2 separate regions of the Mus musculus genome follow, and region 2 is linked to region 1. Evidence: chromatin contacts called from public Hi-C data. All regions are on one chromosome and are shown on one strand. The core of a region is the stretch at or near the end of the contact, and the rest is flanking DNA. Distances in the headings are between cores, read along the strand shown. Region 1 holds the start of Enthd1 (ENTH domain containing 1). Region 2 overlaps Grap2 (GRB2-related adaptor protein 2).

What was found. A called contact is a pair of places that touch in the nucleus more often than the background predicts.
Region 2: a contact with region 1 is called in a Hi-C map of B cells, with 1.6 times the contacts expected there. The contact joins the enhancer-like site here to the promoter of Enthd1 in region 1. A contact is called at or near these places in 2 of 39 promoter capture datasets (the C10 cell line and macrophages), 2 of 15 datasets of contacts at CTCF or cohesin (CD8 T cells and large pre-B cells), 27 of 484 Hi-C or Micro-C datasets (B cells, CD4 T cells, ECoMG-derived neutrophils and 19 more), 9 of 115 datasets of contacts at active chromatin or transcription factors (the 230-238 cell line, CD8 T cells, the HPC-7 cell line and 4 more) and 5 of 9 other capture datasets (adipose tissue, embryonic stem cells, liver and 2 more).

Annotation. Positions count from the first base shown.
Region 1 is chr15:80,558,524-80,563,482 of GRCm38.p6, reverse strand. It overlaps Enthd1 (ENTH domain containing 1), which reads left to right and starts at 3,013. Exons shown (of 6, transcript NM_001163189.1): 1 at 3,013-3,479. The coding sequence starts at 3,131.
Region 2 is chr15:80,632,938-80,637,896 of GRCm38.p6, reverse strand. It overlaps Grap2 (GRB2-related adaptor protein 2), which reads right to left. Exons shown (of 8, transcript NM_001289442.1): 3 at 3,470-3,561. Among named protein-coding and RNA genes, the nearest start is that of Mir6957, 11 kb to the left of the region's middle. Within about 2 kb of position 3,011, at least 47 of the 459 cell types and tissues checked have an H3K27ac peak or open chromatin away from gene starts, as enhancers often do. A contact at or near this core is called in the 230-238 cell line, B cells and bone marrow-derived macrophages, where this site is marked.

The DNA.
Region 1 (4,959 bases), core at 1,764-4,263:
TACACACACACACACACACACACACACACACACACACGAAGAGAACCAGATTGAGCTTCATCATGTATTTTCTTCAGAAATATTTAACCAAGAAAGTTCCTTGTCTAAACAGGGAGCGTGATTTACATGTCTCCACAACGCTGTATAAATGGTTCTCGAGAGGTATTTGTTGATTGCTTTGAAAATATTTGCTCAAATTTTAAACTTTTACATACATGACTATTAAAGGCTTTGGAATTTTTTTTTTTAATGTTTGAAATTGAGAGCTGTAGAATCAGTTCCAGGTTTCCCACAGCAGACTCATTTAGTCATCTGGTCATTCTATCTTCTCATGTGTCCTGCGTTCCCACCATGGCTAGGTGGTCCTTGTATGTAGGATTGCAGTGGTAAGTAAGACAGGCAGGTCAAGGTCTCAACCCTTCGGGAGCTTCTAGTCTGACATTATTTGCCACAATCAAACAAGAAGTAGTTAAGTACATATTATTTTAAATGTCATGAAAGAAATCTAAGTGCCAAAAAGGAGATCAATTGGGTGTTGAGCAGAGTATTATGGGATGACCTTTACAGTGAGATAAGAGATCAGAGGGATGATGAATCGGAGACATGAATTGCCTTTCTCCCTCTTATTTCCCAGTGTGATGGTGACACAGGTGGCCAGACAACTGAGAGTCAAGTGTGGAAACTTGCCTCCTTGCCACCGATTTTTGTCTCAGATGCCATATAGTCACAAGGAGCCTAATGACAGGGGCACATCCTGAGACATGCACAATTAGATGGACACAGACATAGGGTGTCCTTACCCAGTCTCAGACGGCTATGATGTCACTAGGTGATGTAATTTTGTGTGACCACAATCATGTATGACATCCTTGCCTGAGGCATCTGTGCAGCACATGACTGTAATTACAATCCACAGGTTACCTAGAGGAAACAGGAAACAGCATTTCTCTATAGCTGAGTGTCTTAAACATAATCAGCTCACAATATGTACAACTAACACCAGCTACTGAATTCTTTATGGCCGAATGGTGCCTCATTATATGTTCATGGCACTCTGTGTGACAAGTGATATTAATTGACCTATCTAGACTTTTTTTTCTTTGTTGTAACAGTTGAGAGTGTATTTAGTTTTGACACGGTGTTAGGCACATCCATTTTAAACTACTGTTTTGGGTTAGAAGGCTCTTAATTTTTTTTTTCAGAAAACAGAAAATTTGTTTACGAAAATGCTTCCAAAATTTGAGGATGCAGTTTAGAGAATATAGGAAAAATGAATAATAAATGCAGTCTTTCCAAAATATAGATAGGTAGCCATAAAAACAAAAGAGTTTTTAACAACTGTTCAATTCCAGCAAGTTATAATTCTAAGGCAGTTTTTTTTTTAAAGAAAAAATAGATCTGTGAAGACATGGATCAATATTTGTTATTCTAGGCTGGTGTTATGGTGCAGCTCTGCATTGAGTGAGTTTGGTGGAGGGGAAAAAGGACAGTAGAAATTGAAAATTTTAATAGTGTGCTGAACCATTATAAATCAGGTTTTCACTGCAGGAGGAAGTCAGACGAAATGTTCACATTCCGGGTGCATACGAGACAACCAGAACATCACAGAAACACACTTTCTTTTTCTTCATAGGATATGGTCTCTTTCTGAGAAATCTTATTAAAGCAATTATATTTTGTATCTAATTTATTTCAGACTGCATTGGGTTTAAATCAAAAGGTAGAGGGGCTGAAAGGGTTAATGATCTGGTTTTGTTTTTTGTTTTTTTAAGGTGATAGTTCATTTAACCATGCATCTGAAAATTATGTTTTCCCTTGATACACAGATTAATCAGGCGTGAGCTAGAAGCTGAGGAGGCCAAGGAAACAAAACTAAAAATACCAAACAGTCGTTATGAGTTTGATTTTTTTTTCTTTCTTTTGGATGGGTGCAGCTTTGATAGCAAAATCTGATTATAGTTCATCTAGACTTCGTTGGGTCTGGATGCTCATCAGGGCTTGAAATCAATTTGGCACAGTGCCTTTGTCCCTGTCGGAGGTGAATCACCAGAGAAATTACAAACTAAGTGACTCACCTTCCTGCAGAGTAATGAAAAAGAGGAAGGGAGTTTCATGTAAATCAGAAACTGGTAATTCTCAAGTATCTTGCGAATTCTTAGGGCCGAGTACCGGTTTAAGTTTGAATGCGTTTTTATATTAACCTAAATGCTTCCTCTTCTATGTATGGGGAAGCTGTCAGACTCCTGCTAATCACTCCAGGCCTAAGGGAGTTCCTCACGCCATGTCATTTATAAATAGCACTTTGATACTGTTGAATGTTAAAACCACACCTTTTTTTCCCTGAAAGCGAGTAAAGAAAGTAATCGAAGCTTTCCCTCTAGTTTGCTAGGCTAAGATGCTGCTTTGGATACTGTGTTAGCTGTAATCCACAGGAGGTAGAGTATTTATCTTAACGCCGGCTCTCTAGATAGACCAGAGAGCAGCACCTACTCAGGTTTGATCAGAGTGCTTCATGGTTCTGCAGGGAACAGGGTTCTGGGTACGAGGAGGACCTCACACTCAATTTTCACCACCATTCAAATTATTTCCAGGACACAGTGTGTATAACAACAGCTTTTGTTAAGAAAGAGGTGTCAGAGTGCAAATTCCCCCTGAACTATGAATCTGTCTCCTCTGTGTGTACGTCTTTAAACTCGTACTCCTTGTCAAGGGAGCTGAGCAATATTTTCTGCAGAACCTTTTAGGAGCAGATAGACTACCTATATTCTCTGGATAGCTGAGGTCAGTCTTGTGAGGGATTTTCCCGTGTTTATCCTAAGCACACCTATATAGAGTCCTTTCCTTCCTCAGGCTGGTGATGTGACAGGCTTTCTTGGAAACTAAAATTTTTTTTTTTTTCAGACTAACTTGGTCTCCTGTAGACATTTTTTTTTTTTTTTTTTTTGAGGAACTTACACCACATTTTTTGTACTTTCCTTGCAGGAAATCGATACTTTACCAGGTGGAGATGAATCATTTGTGTTTGAGAGCGGCAGAACTTGGGACGAATCTGTCAGGCGCTCTGTAAACCAGTCACTCCTGACCCATCGCTCTCACCCACCTCCACCCCCTCCTCAGACTCACTGTAGCTATGTCATTCAGGAGGCAAGTGAAGAACTTCGTGAAAAATTACTCAGATGCCGAAAAAAAAGTCAGGGAAGCAACTTCCAATGACCCCTGGGGCCCCTCTAGCTCTCTGATGTTAGCTATCAGTGACATGACTTTCAATGCGGCCTCCCTCTCGGAGATCATGCACATGCTGTGGCAGCGACTCAGCGACCACGGGAAGAACTGGCGCCACGTGTACAAATCCCTCGCCCTGATGGACTACCTCATCAAGAACGGCTCCAGGAAAGTTATTCAGTATTGCAGAGAGGGCGTCTGTAACCTTCAAATGCTAAAGGATTTTCAACACATAGATGAAGCGGGCAAAGACCAAGGTAACAGTTTGTAAAAATTCGACAGTGTGCCTGTAAGGACAGGCGTGTATAGCAGTGTTTTAAATCTTCAACTGGAGCAAGGCGGTTCTCAATTTTTGAGTGCCTTGTGATGTAGCCTAGGCTGTCCTGAGCTTGCCCTCCAGTCCCAACCTCCCTCGCGCTAGGTTGATGTGCACCCTGTTATCACCCTGGGCTTAAAGAGTTGTCCTTAGATGTCCCAGCCACTGTTTTCCTCCGACCGCTGTGGTTCTCATTTCCGTCCTCTGATTGACTGTGGCACTTGGGAGAAGAGTGTGTTTGTTTTCAAAAGAGCACAGAACACACGCAGGTCCTGATCCAGTGACGCCTCACAGAAAAGTAAATACAGCAAATGAAGAGAGGAGACGCTGCCGTTTGTGTGTTGATGTCACTGTAATTCACGAGTATAATTAAGTCGGAATTTAGTCATAAACTAGGGAAGTGTTTCTAGGGACTCTGGAATCTCCGAAGGCTATGGAGATGAGCTCACTTAACTGAAGCACAGAAATTCAGGTCTTAAGATAATTCTGGGTGTAGAAAGGCGATGGCATAGGAAGATGGTATAGAGTATTGAAGTGGATTGGTGCCAAATTTGCAAAGAAAAGAGCCAACATTCCTTTCCTTTGTGTTAGAAATGCAAAGTTATAATTGTGCCTAAAGTGATAGGTTTTAAGTCATAAGAAGAAAATACAGTTCACTCTACTCTCCATGGTTACTGCATTTTAAAATGATAACTTTAAAGAAATGAAAAAATGAGACAAAAATAGTTTCTATGAACCCTTCTCCACCAAAACATCATCTCTCCAGTTTCTAAGATCAGTGAGGTACACTTGCTACAAGTGGCAGCCAGTGTTGACACTACTACTGATGTTCAGTTTAGTTGTATCATAGTTCTGTAGGTTTTGGAAAGACATACTGTCCTGTGTCAACCACCCAGTATAACACAGGGTCTTTCGCTTCCCCGAGGATGCCTTGTGACCTGCCCTCACCCTCTTTGCCCTGGATGCCACTGGTCTTTATAGTTTTACTTTTTCCAGATGTAAAACTTCTTTAGACTCGTTTCTTTCATTGGCAGGATACCCCACGGTTCTTCCAGATCCTTCCATAGGTTGGAAGCTTGTTTCTTTTTATCTTTCCTCTTTATGAAAAGGTTTGTTGAGATATAATGCATATACCATACAAATTGTAACATATGTGTATATATATACATATATATATATATATATATATATGTATATACACACACACACACACACACACACACACACACATGTATATTATAAAATATAGGGTCATTTATATAAAGTATGTATAATTATAAAGTTGTTTATTATAAGATGTGATATCTATATCAACACTTGCCTTTTTGTATTCACTTGTATTGAATTTTTTTTTCAATCAGAATCTCACGTGGACTTGAGTTAATAAGTAGCTGAGTTGAGTTCACCTTGAACTCCTGATC
Region 2 (4,959 bases), core at 1,762-4,261, 74 kb before region 1:
CTCTGTAATTGCTCTCTTTGTTCTTGTCCCTCCAGAAGTTTCTCTCTAGCTTGGGAAACTTGAATCATGGAAGTTTGCTGCTGTACCATGTGGGGCTGTGTGGGATTGGCTCCCGGTGGGATGAAGTCGCCTGCCACCAGGAGAAGAGAATGCATGGGGTAAGAAGAGCTGCTGCAGGCACGGAGGCATGGAGGCAGGGCATCAGGCTAGGCTGGGAGACAAGGCCTGGGCACCCATTCCCTTCCTGAGATGCCAGTGGCTGGGCACTTTTCCCCAGGAGCATCCAGGGGCTCAGGCTCTTTGGACTAACACAGAAGCCTCAGGGGCTTGACAGTTATGTCCAGCAGAGACTGCCAAGAGCCCAGGAAATGATGTTGCAAACACTTGGAGCTCAGCAGCTCTAACAGCAACATCTGCAGCCAACTTCCTTAACTCTTTTGTGAGCTATTCCCTGCACTTCGAGGTCATTTACCTAAAAAAAAAAAAAAAGTGGATCTAGGTTTGATGAACCTTTACAGAGGAAACAGAGATGTAGAAGAGACACCATACGGTCAGGGCGGCAGTGGCTGGAATGTTCCAAAAAAGTCAAGCACACTGGGTTAGGTGACCGGTGGCTGCAGCTTCTGCCAGGAGAGCACAAACTCCTCTCTGCTCTAGAATGAGAGTTTCCATCACAGCCGGTAGAGGTTGGACCCTGTCACATTGCTTCTAGATGGCTGCTCTAATTGCTGCTGTCGGAAGGCTAATTAACGCTCGAGTCCCTTTAGGACAAATGCACGGCAGGCCTCTGTGCTTCACAGGATCTGAGACCCTTGACTCCAGACTCAGATAACAGGAGGGACACTTCCTCCAGACCTGGGCCACAGCAGTAGGCTGGAGCCTGGGGTTTCTGGTGTCCCACACCTCTGCAGGGCTGAGCAGCTGATTGCCACACGGAGAAGGCACAGTAGTGACAGGAGTAGGCGGGTGGCGTGTGCTACCACAGCTATAGCTCAAAGGGAAGTTTGCAGCAGAGGCAACAGGCAGAGACCTTTAGAAAGGCAGAGGCATCTAGAAAAGCTACGTTCTCTAACTAGATTAGAGTATGGAATCTTTGTTTTTTTTTTTAAGACTTCCAAAATTTTCCGTACATTTTGTGTCAGACACAGGAGGCCAGGGTTTCAATCTTCCTTATTATTCTAAAGCTTATTTTTCACTTTATTTGATGTGATTTATTTATACTTTTGTTTGTATTAGTTAATTAATTACTTTGAAATAGGATATCTCTATACAACCCTGGATATCCTGGAACTCCCTCCCTATATAGACCAGGCTGGCTTCGAACTCACAGAGATCTGGCTGCCTCTGCTTCCCAAGCACCTGGAATCAATGGTGTGCACCACCACACCCAACCTATTACTTTTGTTTTGAGGGGACAGGGTCTCATGTAGCCCTGGCTGACTTTAAGCTTGTTATATGTTAGAGGCTGGCTTTGAACTTCTGACTCCACTTCCTATAACTGTACGTGCTGGGATAACCTTTTTCCCCAACCTTGGCCAGGTCTGATGGCTTTTATTGATCATCTTTGAACACCTGGGACCATTTTCTTGGTGCTAGGAAAATAGTGGTGAGCAGAGCGGACAAGTGACTTCACTCTCAGCAAACTGACATTCTAGGTGGCCCGGGAGATGCACAATAACAACAGAATAATCAAAAATGGCGTGCCAGGGGATTATGAGCCGGGGGAGAAAATGGAAACAGGGTGGACAGGATGCTGGGGATGGAAAGTCATTTAAAATGGCCACAGGAGATGGCTTTGAAAGCATGACAACCTGAACTGTCACAATCCCCAGCACCCACACAAAAGCCTGCCATAGGGACGGGTGCCTGTAACCAGGACTGGGGAGACTAACACAGGCAGAGCCCCAAGGTTCACTGGCTGGCAAGTAATAGACCAGACAGAGACCCTGTCACGAGAGGTGAATGATAGCCTATAGGTGACACATGAAGGTATCCTCTGGCCTCCACATTTGCTATACTCATGTAACACCAACCACTGGGGAAAATAAAATGGTAATAAGAAAGGTTTACTGGAGAAGGGTGTGGGGGATGGCAGGGTGAAGGAGGACCTAGCAAAGGAGCCTGAGGAGAAGCCAGGGCGCTGGAGGCCCCAAGGGGAGGAGGCGGAAGAAGAGGCTTTTGGAGGTCACAGAGTTTGTTCTAGTGGGAAGAATGTCCCATCCTGCCGAGATGGTGGCTGAGAAAGTAAGGGTGCAGTCTTTAGCTGGCCCGGACCTCGTTGATGGGAGTCTGGGGGTTCCTCGGAGGATAGGCGCATGCGCAGGGTTGATAATAGCGTAATAGGGAAAGCCAACACTTTTGAGGGAATGGAAAGAAAACTGGAAGGAGCTGGGAGCAACAGTGGTTTGTTTTGTTTTTCATTTGTGTCTTTGGCCGGGGAGGTGGTGACTACAGCGAGCCTGTCAGCTGAGTACAGAGAGTAGATGGGGAGCGGTGTGTGGGGGGTGGGGGTGGGTGGGGGGGTGGGCGTCGACTGCTGTAGGCACCCGCAGCTGAATCTGAATGTGGCTGCCAGAAGTGATGGGCCAGTGAGAGTGGGCATGAGGGTGGGGAGGGGACCAAGGCGCTTCTCTTCCTGTGAGTTCCCTCACCCGCCATACACATGGGAGGAAGGCGACAGAACTGAGAGGTAGGTGGGAGACTGACTGGCCTCAAGTGGCCCCTTAGCAGATGACAGAAGCGCTAAGGACCCATGGGGGGAAGGCGGTCAGTGGTCAACCTGTTGGCTAAGTGGTCTCTTCTGGGTCACAGAAGGTGACTGCCTGAGTCACCAATAGTACTATGATTTTCTTACAAAGCCTATGCTCTTTGGGCTCGACCCTGGCTCTGAGACAAGATTAGATTTCTATCTAACCCTTGTGGTCAATTCTTGAGACAAACACAGCCCAATCTGTGTTTCACTTCCTCTTTCTGGAGGGAATCTCCCCTGCCCACCCCCCCCCCCCCCAGACACGGGTGAGCAAGCTGATAGAGTTTGGGATTCCTGCTTAGGGTGGAAAGCCATATTAGGCAGTCAAGAACTTTGCAGGAATGGCTTTTGACAAGTGATGTCCAACAGCGCCCCCTTTGGGATTCTTAGAGATCCTGCAACTGCATTCGTTATAGGTGATTTTAACAAGCTTCCTCCTCCCTGCCCCTCTCTCTATGTGTACATATATACATATATATAATTAAATAGGCGATTCATGCACATGGTGTAAACTTCAAAAGGGAATGTGATGCCATGCAAATAAACCTTCCTCCCACTCTGGCCTTCCGCTGCGGGGTTCTGGAGGCTGGGGAGGGAGATCTCCAAAGGCAGCCATTTCTGACAGTTCCTTGGGTATGCATAGATAATTTTAGTGACAACTGAAAAAAGTAAGGGGAGCGTGTGTGGGTAGAGCCATCTTGGCAGGCTGGGAATACTTACTCAGGAAACTCGATATCTATAAAATTCTTAGGCACATATCCTTCTTGGCTTCCGAGCTCCGCCTTGAGCCACTCCTCCTGGTTGCTTAGTATCTAGATGGAAAAGAACAAAGGATTCTGAAGAGAGGACCCCAAGCAGCAGGAAGGGGCTGCAGAGTCTAAGGGATTGGATGGGACATCAGCTCCAGGGCTTAGTGGGGAAGGAGGGAACACCACCGCTTACTTCTCTAGAATCTGGCTCCTCTTTACACCATTATTTCTCTCCACTTATGCTGCCACTCATGTCACCCACCAGAGCTCAGACCTGGCGCTCAGAGACTGCCCTGCATCTCTTCTTACAAGTTTAGTTCTTCACATGTCTGTATGTGTGTGTGTGCTTGCCCCTGTGTGTGTGCACAAGTGCTCAGAGCGCATCTAAGGAGGCCGGAGGGCAACTTCTGGTAGTCCTCTCTTTCTGCTTTGTGGCTCCCAGGGATCAAAGTTACCCACTGAGCTGTCTTATCAGCCACCAATGCATTAATTCATTTGTTAATTTTTTTTTTTTTGAGAGAAGTCCATGTGTAGCCCAAGCTGGCCTGGAACTATGAAGGATGGCTTTGAACTCTTGATCTTCCTGCTTCTACCTTCCAAGTATTAGGGTTATAGAAGTATAAAAATCATGTCTGACCAAAAATTTATTTTTTAAACAAGAAGATTAAAACTTAAATGTCTAAGGGAGACCAGCTTTCTAAACTGTCAACGCTTCATATTTCATATTCCCATTTTGAATTTTGAAAATGGTGGGAATGGGATTCCGGATATTTGGGATGACAGTTCGGGTATGGTGTCTCATGGCTGTCATCTCAACACTCAGGAAGGTGAGGCAGGAGGATTTCTGTCAGTTGGAGGCAAGCCCGAGCTACATAGCAGTGAGCTCCAGGGCAATAGAGTGAGAACTTGAGAGGGAGGGGGGCTCTCTACAGAGACACTTGCCAGGTCCTTTATAAACTTAGCACCAGATCATAGACAAAACGAAGAATTCTTCTGTCTTCTTACTATAGGGCCCTCCTTGACGGATACCCACATGTGGTTGCCTGCCTTGGCTACTCACTTACTCAGGAGACATGGCTGTACGTATCTTCATTGATTTCAGAAAAAAAAAACGAGACGACCTTGAAAATATTTGCCATCTCCACTCAGAAAGCTTCTAAAGTATGTGGGCTTAGACTAGAACAGTGACTCTACCCAAGGGTGGCAGCATTAGAGACTGGGAAACCTTTGATGGTACCACCAAACCTCTGGAGTCACTTTCCAACAGCCCCCTCCCCCTCTCCTCCCCTTCCCTTCCCTCCCACCCCCACTTTTCGGTTCCTCTCCCCCTCTGGTTTCTGGGCTTGGAGGAAATATTAACTCTTTGCTTCTCTTTCTTGTAGCTGAAAATGTTTTCATGGGTGGAGATGCTAGGGCAGAAGGAAGAGCAGAGAGCAGATGGGAAAGATAGCCTGGAGACCT